2 separate regions of the Ostrinia nubilalis genome follow, and region 1 is linked to region 2. The links are chromatin contacts, called in public Hi-C maps. All regions are on one chromosome and are shown on one strand. Each heading gives the region's core, a stretch centred on a gene start, on an enhancer-like site or on the middle of the called end of the contact. The rest is flanking DNA. Distances are from core to core; before and after follow the strand shown.

Region 1 (3,941 bases), core at 555-3,054, 550 kb before region 2:
ATCAAACTCAAAGCAGTCACATAAGACCACATAACATTATTTTGTAAGAAAATATTCTACTAAAATTACTAATAAGTAATTTGGGTTGCACCAATAATTACTAATAATCCCTTTAGCCTTTTGTACCAAGTTAAATATGCTAAATAACAATTGATTATTAAATGTTGTGTCTACATTCACAGGACTTCAAGGGTTAACATGAAATTAACATAGGAAGAATGTTAATAGATTTATGATATTTTTATGTGTATTTTTTGACATAAATATTGTTAATTTACTCAATAAGAAGCATTACTGTAAGTAAACAATAATGTTGTGTATGATGCAATATTTTCTAAATATGGCTATGTCAACATGAAATTGTAAACTCTGTCAGTTTATAATATAACGCGTTAGATTGTAAACTAACAGTGGGTTAGGTTAGGTTAGATTGTAATTTAACTACGTCAGATTATAATCTGACGGAATTCACAATTTTACGTTGACAGCTATACCATAAATAATTTATGTACTTGCAAATAAACAGGAGGAAAGTATGTGCTAAGCCAATAGAATTACATTAACTAATAATAACACAAGTTTAGAAGATTTTAACAGTCAAATTACCTTGTATTGGAGTGCAGTGTAGCTCTTTGTCTTGCAATATAGCAACAGCATAGTGCTGCGTTTCACTGCATGGGGAACTACTTTCATACACTATCTTGTCCATGATGCCATGCCGGAAATATTGAGCACGGTCTTTTTCTTTGACATGCCATGAAGATTCCTAGCAAAATATACAGTAATTTATTAATATTCATTACAAAAAGCATAAATTTACTGTTGTTGCCATAAATTATTGGCTTATTTGGAATAAAAGTACTGTAACATCTACAACACAGTCTACAGCATATGGCATATTTGTCTAAAGGTACTTGGACAATAATACCATGCTGTTGTATGAATATGTACTTATTATGAATTTTTCAAAGTAATTAATGTTACCTGATGTCCATCAGTATTTAGTGCAATCTGCTCGCCTTTAGATTGACAATATTTATCGCTGTAAGTGTCTAATTCAACCTCGAGCCTCACCAACTGGTTTTTAGGCTTGATTGAGGCATTCAGTACTTTAACATCTTTCCAATCTCTATTCGCTGGTCTGACTGGATACTGATAAATATAAAGATTCTTCGAAAGGGCCTGGGATAGAAAAACTGGGATCTGAAATTAGAAAGAGCACAGAAAATCAGTTTAAAATCCATTTTTATGAACAACAACATAACCTCATCGGGTGTACCACGTTGCTAATTACAAGCGGGTCTTTCCAGTACCTCTTGAACAATGGGATCATCCTCTTCCATTTTAATATGAGCTAGTAATCGACAAACACTACAGCATATCAAATTAAATTCACGAACTGAGAGACTTGCTCGACTGATATGACGAGAAGGTATTTTTGTTTGACAGCTGTGTACCATAGACAAAACAGATGGATGCCTCATGCCACAGATCTCGTTTATTCATCCTAAGATAAGGCTGCATTCATACCCACTAGATAGGAGAAGAGGAGAGGCAAGAAGCGGAGCGGAGCTGTACCAATAGGATAGGATTGCTTGAAATCTCTGCTTAGTTTGTTCATTACCATTCAGTATTATAAAATACCTATATTAAAAGTTCGGGGCTAGGATAGCACGGTGTAAAATATCCAAATCATGAAGGTCATAATATTCTGATTTAGCCGTAGGATTTAGCAGACTTCTGGAGTACTGGTCAGAAAGAATATTTTAAAAGGATAATCCCTGACACATTGATTTCACTCAAGTCGCTGACAATACACGAAATATTTACTTTTTGAATGTTTTTACGAGATAATTATATTTTTTGAGAGAATAACTTTACCTCACTGTAATTACTATGTTTTTCTCGGTAATAAGCAATTAATTTCTTTTTTACAAGGTCATACGCAATTTTAAATTTCATTCAACATGTCTGATATGATAATAAATGGTAAGTACTTACCTACTATGTTGATTTTTTAACAATGTAAGTAAAAGAGAGAGACTTGAAAGAACTTAATCAATACGTCGTTAAAGTAACTTATTCATTAGATGAAAGTCAGTAAACGATATTATCAATAACTGGGTTGAGTGAGCTTTATATTTGTGACCTCCAATTCCAATTATTTCATTTTCAGATTCTGTGCCAGTAGATAAAAAATGGAATGAATTAATAAAATACAACATATTTATCATGAAACTAGTAGAATTTGTAAGTATTTTGGATTAATTCAATTTTACATTATCAAAGTTGCAAATAGAGTTTCATAGAAAAAAAATCCCTTCATTCGCCTCGTATGAGGATTGAAGAACAATATTCATTTAGATCGTTCTCCAATAATTTTATTGTTTGTATTTCCTTGGTTGTAGGGTATTTCTCTAGTAATCACGGTATTACCACTGATATTACCAAGGCCAAAAGGACACATGTACTGCATATCTACTGGGCCTACGCTTATTATATCGTTAATATTCATTGCCCTATATTTACGGAGAAAAGTTCCTTTATTCATGGAGAAAATGTACTTATTTTTTCAAATTATGTTTACATTTGGTGCTTTTATGCAATGTTTTTTATTAAATTTAGTAAGGGTGTGGTTGTGGTTACTGTATGGTGTTTTGTATTTTGGACTGTTGACTGCATTGTCTCTTGATTTATTTCTGATAGCTAATGAAAGAGGATGTACTTTTAGTTGCGCGTAAACGTTAAACTGTAATTATTCCATTAATATACATTTAATTTATTTTATCTTTTGTTTATTTTATTTTAACTAGTAAAGGCCTGCCCTTAAATAATTTTTAAATTCAGTAGGTGTATATCATAGACAAGAATGTCCCGCTTTTGAAGGGGAGGCTAGCAGTCGTTCAAATAAATCAACTGACAGACGTTCAAATAAATCAGCTGATCATTCTGTCATATTATGTCATGTCAAAAGTTTGTGAATTTCCTGTATTTTCCGCGGTTTTAAATTAGATTTTACATCCGCTAAATATTTATCTAAATTAAGTAGTAAACATTTAACCTTTAGTTTTTGAACTGCTTTATGAGATTAACAAGTACATGAGAATCGAATAACTTCGATTAAATTGAAGTAAACAATGAGTTAGGCAGGTAAGAATATGTTTCGATCCAATCAAAACATGAATGCGTTTACTTTTAGGTAATATCAATGCTTCTCATGATCCTACCGTTCATCATGACTGAACCGGGCGTCATGTATTGCCTGGCCGTGTCCCCGACGGTTATAATGTCAGTTATGTTCGTGGTGCTGTATTTAGTGGATCAAGTACACGATTTAGCCGAACAATTATACCTTGCAATACAAATATTCCTATGTGCCACGGGCCTAACCGCTAATGTACTGTCCATGAGTGCCGTTGGTGCCGTGTACGGTGTATTTATTACCCATTTATTTGTTGCCCTATGTATAGATCAGTACTATGTTTTCAAGGAAAGAGGCTTTGTACTGTTCAAGTAATGTTTTATGTGAATAAAATTTTTGAGAATATGATTACACTTATTATTCCATATTTACGATTAACTCTTGCTAGAAGAAAGTTTATTTCAGAATTAGCACAGATAATATAATACTAGTTCGATTGATAGTCATGAGCTTTGTTTTAAGACGAAAAAAATTACAAAATATTTTTTGCATTTAACAGAATTTTACAGCGTCCTAAATTAATATTAAAATCCATTTTTTTTAAAGTTCTATGCAAAAGTGAACAAACCGTCGTGTCTTACTTTTAGGTAGTGGCCCTCCTACTCAATGTCCTCCCACATGTGGTGGACCCAGTGGACCTCTTGCAATGCCTGGTGGCCGCCCCCACGCTCATGCTGTCCGTGCTATTCATGGTGCTATACGTTGTCGACCAGGTACAATATGAGGCAGAACTATACTA
Region 2 (3,808 bases), core at 1,000-3,499:
AAAAACATACACACTGAAGTATTTCTTATATTCTTACTGTAGGTTTGCCTTTCTCTCTCATATCCTTAGACCACTCCATCTTTTTCTTAATCTCCTCATTGGTAGGTTCTACATGAGATGCAAACTTCAGGTTTTGTAAAGTGTACTCATGGCCACAAAACACTTTGGTTTGGTCTGGGAGTCCACTGAGTATGTTTATCAGAGCCTGGTGCATCTGATCAGCTGTACCCTCAAAGAACCTCCCACATCCAGCCAGGAACAAAGTATCACCTGAAACACCAAGAATTGAGGTTCTGGTATAATTTGGAACAAAAGATGGTTAACATAACTTTACATCCAAATAATAAATAATCTAATCCTAGATTAACAGGTGCTCAAAATGTGAGATTCAAGATTATTTAATCATAGTTAATCACCTGTAAAAACTGCTGGGTCATTTCCCTCTTCTGGTGCAGAGACAAAGTAGCAGATATGACCTGACGTATGGCACGGTGTGAACAGGCACTGCACATTTAGGTTCCCAACATTGAACCGAGTGTTGTGTTGAACCTTCTTGGTTAAGGCACCTATGCGGTCGTCTCCACCGTACACTTGAAGACCAGGATGCTGCTTCACTAAGTCAGCATTGCCTCCTGCATGGTCCCTGTAATTTGGAAGATATTTTTTATGTGACACAGTGAATTTTTTTTTTAATAGAACTCATGTAAATGAGTGTAAAGAAAATGTAAGTAGTTGATTCATTTAACATTTCAGAACAAAATAGCAACAGAAGTAGTTGACTGATATAACTACATCTATGATTATAAGAGGAAGCTAATTTAGAAGTTGGTAACAACATAACATTTACCAATGATGATGAGTAGTCAACACAGTTGTCAAATTCACACCCTGTTCCTCCACAGCCTTCAATACAGCACCAGGGTCCACGGGATCAACGATTGCAGCCTCTTTTGTGGCCTTATCCACAATGAGGTACATGTAGTTGTCTTGCAAGGCGGGCAGAATTTTCACATCCATGTTTTTGTACTGGAGATGCTCAATAGCGCTGTGAGCTTCACGTTGGTTGCGGACCAAAGCTGAAAATTTTAAATAAGAACAATTCAAATAAATTGAGATGTTTGAAGTGGTTGGTTTGTGTAGAGGAGGGAGTGTTAATGCTAGATAACTTGGCATTTGTTATCATTGATGGTATGGTAAGCCAAAAAAGCACTGAAAAGATGGTACACACTGTATATGATTTCCAGTCTTAGGGTCGCATAATGGTTTACCAATTTTGTTACAACATGTCTAAACAAAATAATGCCACTCTGGAAGGTATATACTTTATTTATTGTGTAAAACGTGATACAAAAAGGTAAACTATTTAGTTCAAACTGTATAAAAACACGGTTCTATCGTTTCTGTTGGATATAAACAATAGTAACATAAAACAGATACATTCAGTACATCAAAGTATTATTAGAGCTGCAATATTATTTTGTTTACAAATACGATAAAATTCTATTCTTACCTTGAAAATAGAGCTTCGTTATCTGTTGAGATAGGCCGAGTGGCAAAGAGTTCACAATCCTGGCAAGCATTGAACAGTATAATGGTACAAATAAATAAATAAACTCTGTAAGATTATTATTAAAGCTTCAATTTAGTCACAAGTAAATATTTCCAATTTAAACTAAATAAATCTGAAACACCAACCACTTCAATTCACTTGTCAACAAAAAAATTCGGCGAACGCCAGCTGACAGAGACAGCTACTGATGAACCGAAAAAAGTAAAAACCGGTAAATTGTTTAAAAAAAAAACAACTAATTAAGGTCATTGCACCCTTGTTAATCTGAATAAGATCATCACAGTACCAATTCGAGCCCATGGACAACTTCAAGGAAAATCTATGAGAAAAATACTCATAAGGTCAAATTCAAATTCAAATTGTTTATTTGCCTACTAAGTGTACATTCAACTTGTTATTCCTGCGCTTACATCTCGTGTGGCGTTTTGACCCTTATGGTAGCCACACACACGTATAAAGCGATTTAGTGGACTTGCACAACAAGTTGGACTGAAAGTACTGGAACCTAAGTCAAATATTGAATAAAAGACTGTCCCATTATGACGATGAGGAGTCACCTACCGATACCGGGACAAATCCTTGGCGCACCGGTGATGTCACGTCTCTAGCATTTTTTTTTCGAGAAATTAAAATTTGAATACGTCACTTTTTTTGACACTTTTGACAGTTGCACTTGCAGCCGGAGCTCCACGTGTGGTTTGTTTACGTTCTGTAAAAACTTTAATGTGATAAAAACTTACAAAAATGAAGAGTAAACCTGTGAAACATAAAACTACAAACACATTCCGGGTAAATATATTGTTATATAAATGATTCACCTTAGGTTATTAATTTAATAAAGCTTAATAAAATACCACAACATTTGAGGAAAGTTTTAAGTTCTTAGAAATTAAGTCGTAAGAGGAACCAAATTATCCCCAAAAAATATAGTAGTGTTTCTAACTTACAGAGTAATAAACTTTGGCTAATTGATTATAGTAATTAAGTATTTAAGTTCATAATAATATAACCTTAAACACATGGTATACAAAATTAAATAATCAATAACACAAGCAGAGATAATTAGAAACATGTGTAATATTTCATATGTTCTGCTTGGCAGAAAAATATAGTTTTCTCTGGGTTAAACACTAACAAATTTATGTTTTCTTGCAGTTTGTACCATTTGCAGAACGTATCAATTCAATTGACATCCGTCATGCAGCTCTGTACCACATCGAGCATGCATACACACAGCATCCTGATGAAAACGACACACATTTTCACCTGGCGATACAGAAATGGTACGCTCTCAACTTGACAGAAAACTTTAAGAAGTTCCGTAAAGATGTGTTTGGAATCATCACAGTTCCTCAGCTGGTTCACAAAAAAGAAGAAGTATTTGACATTTTAGAGAGATACCTCAATTTGGAGGATCAGTTGTGTCTACAGCCTTTATTGGAGTAAGTGATTTATCTATTTTATGTCAAGTAATATAGGATTAAGTTTACTAAATTAAGAAATAAAAGAAACTAAATTGTGTTAACAAGGCAAAGATGCAAGCATGCATCCAGCTATCCAGGGCAGAAATGCTGCTACATTTCTGCCCTGGATAGAATTTTACATAAAACCCTATTATTTGATTAACCTTGATATTTAATTACTATGCCATTTCTTTCATCTATTTACAAAACTACTAAAACTAATAATTTGTATCTAATGTTTTCAGAATCTTGGTATCTCTAGCAAAGGATTTACGCAACGACTTCTACCCACAGTTTCCTAGATTTCTAGATATACTCATAAAACTATTAAACACAAAAGATGCAGACAGGCTGGAATGGACTTTGGTTTGCCTGGCGTTTCTTTTTAAAATATTAAAACCGAATTTAAAGAAAGACATAGCAGTTGTCCTGAAAAGAATAATTCCGTTACTTAGTGAAGAACATCCTCAGTATATTAACAATTTTGCAGCTGAAAGTTTTGCTTTTGTTGCCCGAGATATACGAGATAAAAAGAAGTTTCTTGAGCTTTTATTAAATTATTTGAAGATAAATGATGATGTAAGTATTTATTTTACTTTTAGCAACTTAGAGTTTCTTACCAACCTAAGGCTGACTAACTTTTAAAAAAAAATCTTTTGTAAAGCTGATTTTTTTGTATTTTACAGGCTATCACTGGATGTGGTCATCTTTTATTTGAAATGATAAAGGGAGTTGGTAACAAGTTCCATAGTTGCATAGACACCTTCTTACCACT

The links. A called contact is a pair of places that touch in the nucleus more often than the background predicts.
Region 1: a contact with region 2 is called in a Hi-C map of whole body, with 6 times the contacts expected there. The contact joins the promoter of LOC135074687 here to the promoter of LOC135074845 in region 2. A contact is called at or near these places in 2 of 5 Hi-C or Micro-C datasets (whole body and whole larva).

Annotation. Positions count from the first base shown.
Region 1 is chr9:13,027,435-13,031,375 of ilOstNubi1.1, reverse strand. LOC135074687 (alpha-(1,3)-fucosyltransferase 10) reads left to right here and starts at 1,804. Exons shown (of 3, transcript XM_063969054.1): 1 at 1,804-1,989; 2 at 2,177-2,250; 3 at 3,790-3,941. The region is part of intron 10 of LOC135074686 (multiple inositol polyphosphate phosphatase 1-like); the gene reads left to right. LOC135074698 (DNA-directed RNA polymerase III subunit RPC5) reads right to left here and starts at 1,454. Exons shown (of 8, transcript XM_063969066.1): 1 at 1,314-1,454; 2 at 985-1,203; 3 at 607-766. The coding sequence starts at 1,343.
Region 2 is chr9:12,477,902-12,481,709 of ilOstNubi1.1, reverse strand. It overlaps LOC135074845 (small subunit processome component 20 homolog), which reads left to right and starts at 2,249. Exons shown (of 18, transcript XM_063969227.1): 1 at 2,249-2,359; 2 at 2,726-3,012; 3 at 3,279-3,612; 4 at 3,720-3,808. The coding sequence starts at 2,315. LOC135074675 (hydroxyacylglutathione hydrolase, mitochondrial) reads right to left here and starts at 1,765. Exons shown (of 6, transcript XM_063969041.1): 1 at 1,696-1,765; 2 at 1,511-1,569; 3 at 848-1,076; 4 at 417-643; 5 at 38-270. The coding sequence starts at 1,017.